Linked DNA regions of Callithrix jacchus: region 2 is linked to region 1. A link is a contact called in public Hi-C data. All regions are on one chromosome and are shown on one strand. The core of a region is the stretch at or near the end of the contact, and the rest is flanking DNA. Distances in the headings are between cores, read along the strand shown.

What was found. Hi-C and Micro-C count contacts between places; a contact is called where the count stands out from the background.
Region 2: a contact with region 1 is called in a Hi-C map of induced pluripotent stem cells, with 2.0 times the contacts expected there. The contact joins the promoter of HORMAD2 here to the enhancer-like site in region 1. A contact is called at or near these places in 3 of 3 Hi-C or Micro-C datasets (induced pluripotent stem cells and skeletal muscle).

The regions. Positions count from the first base shown.
Region 1 is chr1:200,239,863-200,243,405 of calJac240_pri, forward strand. NF2 (NF2, moesin-ezrin-radixin like (MERLIN) tumor suppressor) reads left to right here. Exons shown (of 14, transcript XM_078337775.1): 3 at 101-184. Among named protein-coding and RNA genes, the nearest start is that of NF2, 48 kb to the left of the region's middle. Within about 2 kb of position 1,864, at least 4 of the 16 cell types and tissues checked have an H3K27ac peak or open chromatin away from gene starts, as enhancers often do.
Region 2 is chr1:200,678,064-200,681,606 of calJac240_pri, forward strand. It overlaps HORMAD2 (HORMA domain containing 2), which reads left to right and starts at 1,579. Exons shown (of 11, transcript XM_054239940.2): 1 at 1,579-1,812. It overlaps LOC128928810 (a long non-coding RNA gene), which reads right to left and starts at 1,847. Exons shown (of 7, transcript XR_013522341.1): 1 at 1,657-1,847.

The DNA.
Region 1 (3,543 bases), core at 614-3,113:
GCAGCCCTCATTAGAACGCCCTGCAGCTGTCTGTTGTGATCAGCCTACACACCTCACTTCCACACACACAGGATCACATCTCCCTTGTTGCTCCTTTCAGGTAAAGAAGCAGATTTTAGATGAAAAGATCTACTGCCCTCCTGAGGCTTCTGTGCTCCTGGCTTCTTACGCCGTCCAGGCCAAGGTAGGCTCAAAGAAGAGAAATGTATTCTTCCTGGGGGTTAATTTAGGTCATGGGATCACTCCTATCTTCTCTTTCTTTGGGTTTTCTGTACTTCAGAGAGACTTGTCCCAGAAAGTGAGATGTTATGGTATTTGTGGACTTGGGAGAACCACTGTCGCTGTTCCAGTGTTTATATAATCGTGTGTGTGTGTGTGCGTGCGTGCGTGCGTGTGTGTGTATGTGTCCTGTGCACAAATTGTAAGTATCATTCTAGTTAATTAGAATTCATTCTAAGGAAATTTATTCAGACAGATGAATTTTCTATGTAATCTCATTATGCATATGTGGTTTATGACATTTACTGGACAAACCTTTTTTCTTTTTTTTTTAAACCATAAACTCAACCAGGTGGTACAACCTTTTTATTAGCCAGGAAAAATGAATTTATAGTCTCCAATATTAGCCAGACATGACCTTTTGGTCAGAAAGGCCCAGGTCCTCATCCAAACTAATTTGAGAACCAGCTACCCTGTGTGTGGACACTACACTATACCCTCAGAGAATGCGCTGTCTCATCTGCCCCTGCCTGATATGCTAGCTGTCCATGTGACTGAGCACTGTGGTGCTGTGGCCTACCGAGCCCAGTTGAGCTGTCTGGTTAGCTCAAAATCGTTTACTTCCGTTAAATCACTAGAGACCTTTTTTTTTTTAAAACAAGACCAATGAGAGGGTCAGCCAGGATGTTTCATGTCCCTCAGATTTCTTACTTCAGTCATATATCACCTTATCTTGGTTCCCCTGCTCCCTGCTTTTCACCAGAACACAAGATGTTGTCCCCAGAATTGGGACACTTTGATTACTTCTGTGATTTTATTTTATTTATTTTTTATTTCTATTCTTATAGAGACAAGGTCTCACTATGTTGCCCAGGCTGATCTCAAACTCCTGAGCTTAAGTGATCCTTCCCCTTCGACCTTCGAAAGTGCTGGTATGACAGGTGTGAGCCACGATGCCTGGTCTTGTGTGATTTTAAAACATAATCTTTTCACTTATTTTTCTTTTTAATTATAGGTGTTCATGAAGCCATTTCCCTATAAGGTCAGGAAAATTAATAAAATACTCAGCTTAATTTTGGGGTAGCTTAATGCAATTTCAGATCAAAGCTAGGAAGGAGCTGTGTCATTTGCAGGGTAAAAAGGGCTATACATGCTGGTCAGGCCAGTAGAGGCACCAGAGTCAATTTAATCATTTGATGGCTCATGTAACATTTGCTGAGTATTCACTAGGCCTGGGGTGGGAGGAACAGTGGGAGTTGTTAAGGGTCTCTTAGTTGCAGGCACTAAAGCAAGTATCTGCTCTCAGTGATTTGCCCAACATTCACAAAATCTTGGGTAAAGCTAAGGACAGAAGGGCAGAATTCATGGCTTTGGGATTGCATTTTGTGTGTCCAATATTCTACTTCCCTGAAAAGTGAGTAATTGAGAAAACAGAAAGAAAATGGGCCTTCATTCAACTAAAACATATGCTTCCTTTTATGCTTTGATCAAGAATTTTAGTAACAGGAAAAATATGTCCTTTCAATCAGTATCGCCCTCACAGTGATGAAGCGGTCACTGGCACTTTGATTAAATCCGAACACTTCCTGGTTTCTTTTCGCACGATTTCTCCCCGGTGAGGGGAGACCCAGGCTCTCAAGGACACTACCTCTCTTTGAAGGGCTTACATCTCAAAGGCTACATTTTCTTTCCATGGATTTTGGGCCACAAATTCAAAGGCCACCTGTAGAAAAAAAAATCACTTTTCAGGGAACCAGCAGATGTTTGCTTAAACAGATTTCACTGTAGGAAAGCCCTGCTAATTTGGATGCTACTAATTTAGAGATGAAAGTGATTCACAGACAACATATGTGGCTCACATGGAGGAGGATGTTCTAACTTTTTTCTGGTGTAAATTTTAAGGATCTTACAAATAAAGGTAATCTATGGCTTAAAGTCTTCGTTTGGGGAACTAAGGCTTACTCTGACATGCTTCCAGTTTCTAGGGCTGCTGGTTAATATTAAAAGGATATCTGATTAATTATTAATAAGATCTAGGCCGGGCACGGTGGCTCATGCCTGTAATCCCAGCACTTTGGGAGGCTGAGGCGGGTGGATCACGAGGTCAAGAGATTGAGACCATCCTGGTCAACATGGTGAAACCCCGTCTCTACCAAAAATACAAAAAAATTAGCTGGGCATGGTGGCACGTGCCTGTAATCCCAGCTACTCAGGAGGCTGAGGCAGGAGAATTGCCTGAACCCAGGAGGCGGAGGTTGTGGTGAGCCGAGATCGCACCATTGCACTCCAGCCTGGGTAACAAGAGCGAAAACTGTCTCAAAAAAAAAAAAAAAAAAATTATTAATAAGATCTTACATGCCCATAGTGTTTTATAGTTTAGCAAAGCAATACAAATGAATATTTTGTATGAAACTCAGTGTGATCTTTCCGGAAACTAAGGCTTGAGAGTATTATGCCTGTTTTGCAGATGAAGAATTTAAGGCTCAGAAAGGATTTGTGATTTGTCCAAACTCAGTACTTTTAGTTAAGTCTATTTTTGTGAAATTTATAGCCTCCTCCTCGATGGAGAGTATTTCAGGCCAAACAGAATGGGTAGAGCTGGGATGGGAGCCCTGGTGTCCAGGCTGCCTAAGTTAGCACATTGCCTTGCCTTTCACTGTCTGGCATGAGGGAACTCTTTGGGTAGCAAGCACTGCCTTTCACTAAAGGCTAATTTCCTTTATATGATCGTCTTTGTCTAAGTTTTTCATTAAGTTATACTGGTTCCTTCTGTTATATTTAACTTGTTTTCTTCCACAACCTTTCTGAAACAGAAAGGAACTTTAGAAGTGTGGAGGGGAAAGCAAATTGAGCTCATTAACACATGGAATGTAATTATGCACAAATGTATTCATTACAGTATTTCAGCTGTTGGAATGATGTAGACACAGTTAATTCGAAAGCATAAAGAAACAATTACCCTCAAAGTATAAATACAAATACTAATCACATGGTTCAGTTAACAAGAACCATATTTGAGTTATACTTGAATCAAAAGTTTAGATAGGGGCTGGGCTCAGTGGCTCACACCTGTAATCCCAGCACTTTGGGAGGCCTAGGTGGATGGAGCGCCTCAAGACCAGCCTGGCCATTATGGTGAAACCCCATCTCTACTAAAAATACAACAATTAGCCAGGTGTGGTGGTGTGCATGGGTAGTCCCAGCTACTTGGGAGGCTGAGACAGAAGAATTGCTTGAACCCAGGAGGAGGCTACAGTGAGCTGAGATTGCACCATTGCATTCCAGCCTAGACAACAGAGCAAGACTCCATCTCAAAAAAAAAAA
Region 2 (3,543 bases), core at 329-2,828, 440 kb after region 1:
GAAAAACACAAAAATCAGCTGGGCATGATGGTGCACACCTGTTACCCCACCTACTCAGGTGGCTGAGGCAGGAGAATCGCTTGAGCATGGGAGGTAGAGGTTGCAGTAACCCGCACTCCAGCCTGGGTAACACAGCAAGACTCTGTCTCAAAAAAAAAAAGAAAAAAAAGAAAAAGAAACCTAGATTGAGAGAAATTCTATGAAAGAAACAGAGTAACAAATAACTGTTTGCTGGTGGCTGACTCCCATTAGTATAGGGCAGAGAGGGGAAAGTCTTTGGATATGGTGGTAGTTGACTGAGCTCAGACCTGAAGACAGGAAGAAAATTGGAACAGCCAGCAAAGAGGGCTTAGTGATCCAGCCAGAAAGGCTGGTAAATGCGGAGGCTGAGAAGGGCTGGTACAGACAAACCATCTGTGTCATTGGAGCTTAAAAAGCAGTTACTTCCTGAAAGTATAGGGTGAATGCAGTAGTTTTCAACAGAGGGCAATTTTGCAACCCCCCCCATGGGACATTTGGCAAAGTCTAGAGACATTTTTGTTGTTATGATGGTGGGGGGGGGGGTTGAGAAAACTTGCACTAAAGAAATATTTCAGCCCAAATTTCAGTTTTAGTCATTATGTTCTAAGCTCATGTTCTTGCCAGCTTGAATCGTTTTTTTACCCTTGCTGCAGAAACAAAATAAGAGCAGGTTTTAAGTGGCTCACTCTAGCATCTACTCTCTTGGGAAATCCCATTGGGGAGGTTCATGGGACTCCAGGAACCTTTGGAAAACTCCACAGGATACGAAATAACCTAAACAGGTGGGAAAGGATCCAAGGAGCCACACCCCCAACTACTCCTAGTTACCAGGGCAGAAAAGACGGAGATTAGGAGTAGAGCACAAAGGAGAACATATTCATGTTTTATTTGCATAATTTGCCTAATTACAAATTAATGTTACAAAGAATACAAAGGCAGGTCCAGGGTAGAGTGAGGAGGTTGCGGATGCCCTCAAGTATTGGAAAGCTCTGGCCTTCTGTCTTTTTCCTTTCTTTTCTTTTTTTCTATTCTTGAGACAGGGTCTCCCTCTGTCGCCCAGGCTGGAGTGCAATGGCGCCATCGCCGCTCACTACAACCTCAAACTCCCGGGCTCAAGCCACCTTCCCACTTCAGTCTCTCTAGTAGCTGGAACTACAGGCGCGCGCCATGATGGCCCAACTAATTTCTGTACTTGTAAAAAATTGAGACAGAGTCCCGCTCTGTCACCCAGGCTGGAGTGCAGTGGCACCAACTTGGCTCACTGCAACCTCCGCCTCCCGGATTCAAGCGATTCTCCTGCCTCAGCCTCCCAAGTAGCTGGGACTACAGGCGCGCGCCACCACGCCCGGCTAAATTTTGTATTTTTAGTAGAGACGGGGGTTTCGCCATGTTGGCCAGGCTGGTCTCCAACTCCTGACCTCAAGTGATTCGCCCACCTCAGCCTCCCAAAGTGCTGGGATCCCAGGCGGCACCAACGCGCCGCGCTCCTCGGGCCTTCTTCTAACTCGGCTCCCTGGGCCCCAGAGGCTTTCGCTCCCCTCCCCCACGCCGCCCCGCGCCGGCCTCAGGTCTCTCTGGGACCCGCCGGCCTGGCGTCCTGGCCCGCCCGAGCCCCACGGTCCCTCGGGTCCTAACCTTGGCGGGCAGGCGCCTCCTCAGGAAGCTCTGGAGCAGGCTATCGCTGTACAGGTGGCCCAGGAGGGCGGCCGCCGACCGATAGCCGCATCAGGTCCTCGTGCAGCCCCCTCCTGAGAGGCTGCAGCTGAGGGGCCCGGCGGGCCAGCGGGGCAGGTTAGCTGCCGCTTGCCCCTGCTTTGCATATTCATGAAGTCTAGCAAGGCCGGTCGCCCTGGCGAGCCAGGGCCGGGTCATGAATTATTTATGAGGAAGCCTCTGGTCCCGCCCAGAAAGTCCTCGTTGACTATTCATGAGGCGAGGCGCGGGTTTGGGCCGGAAAAGGCCGTTGACTGCAGGTGGGAGGGAGGCGTCGACAAGCTGAGGTGAGGGCGGTTCTGACGCGAGGTCTCCGGCCGGAGAGGGCATTTGTGCGTTGTTAGTTCTGTCTTTATGTTAAACTTTTTTTTTTCTTTTCTTATTGCTTAAGGCTTTAAGTTAGATTTGAAAGTATTTTTCGTGGGGGCCAAAGGTACTGTGAAGAGAAGCGGGAGGGCAGAAGGCTGAGGAGGAAGGCAAAATTGAGGCGATTTCCCCAGAACCGGACAGAGAGCACCCAAGTAGCTTTGAAATTCAGATTGTTTAGGCCGGGCACGTTGGCTCATGCTTGTAATCCCAGCACTTTGGGATGCTGAGGCAGGCGGATCACGAGGTCAGGAGTTCAAGACCAGTCTGGCCAACATGGTGAAATTCTGTCTCTACTAAAAATACAAAAATTAGCCGGGCCTGGTGGCTGGTGCCTGTAATCCCACCTACTGGGGAGGCTGAGGCAGGAGAATTGCTTGAACCAGGACCTGGAAGGCAGAGGTTGCAGTGAGCCGAGATCGCACCACAGTACTCCGTCCTGGGTTACAAAATGAGACTCTGTCTCAAAAAAAAAAAAAAAAAATCAGATTTTTCTGGACATGAAATCATCAAACTTGCTGAGGAAGCAGCAGCCATAATGGGCCATAATGAGCCATGATGAGGCTGATGGGGCAGATGAAGTCTATGCCCTGCATTGGAGGGGGCCTTGTGTGGTGGAGCTTTTGGGTTTTATCTTACCTGGGTCTGATTCTCCCCAGCTATTGAGGTTTTTCTGCCAGGATCAATACCTGGTACAGGCCAAGAGGTGAGAGAGGTGGGGACGAGCCACCCCACCCACCTTGACCTCAGTTCCCCTTTCAATTTAGTGAGGATTTGCCAATTAATCTCTGTGGACTTCAGTTCTCTAAACAGTTCAGAGGGTGAGAGTGTCTTGAACCTCAAGATTAGCCAATCACCAAAATATTTCCCAGTGCGCAGAGCACTGGACAGGCTGTGCAGTACATCGTGTACTCAGCTGGTAGAAATGAGGGGTGGTTCTGGCCCTAAAGGGGTTTTTAATCTCATCAGGATCATAATCTAATTTCTCCTCCATTGGATCATCAATCTGTTGAGGTAGGAACAGTATTTTACATCTTGTAATCCTGCACATTGCCTGGCACATCGTAGTTGCCTCGTAGATGTTGAATGAATGAATTGAAATAGCATGAAAATGATATTAACAAGTCAAAAAAGCATGAACAAATACTCAATTAATATAGTGGAAACCATTTACTCTGAATGAACACAGGTAGGGGAATTACCAGGGCCAAATGGAATTTGTTAAAATGGTGAATAATTTATTGAAGCAAGCTCTGTTGGAAGGTCTAAGTAACTGGGTGGACTTTAGCAAACCAAGTTCCCTCGCTTAGCCTCACCTTCCTTTATAGTTTTATGTTTAGGTTTAAATCCATGATCCATTTTGCATTAATATTTGTATACAGTGTGAGATTTAGGTAAAGGTTCTTTTCGTTCTCTCTTCTTCTTTTTCTTCCCCCCACCTGC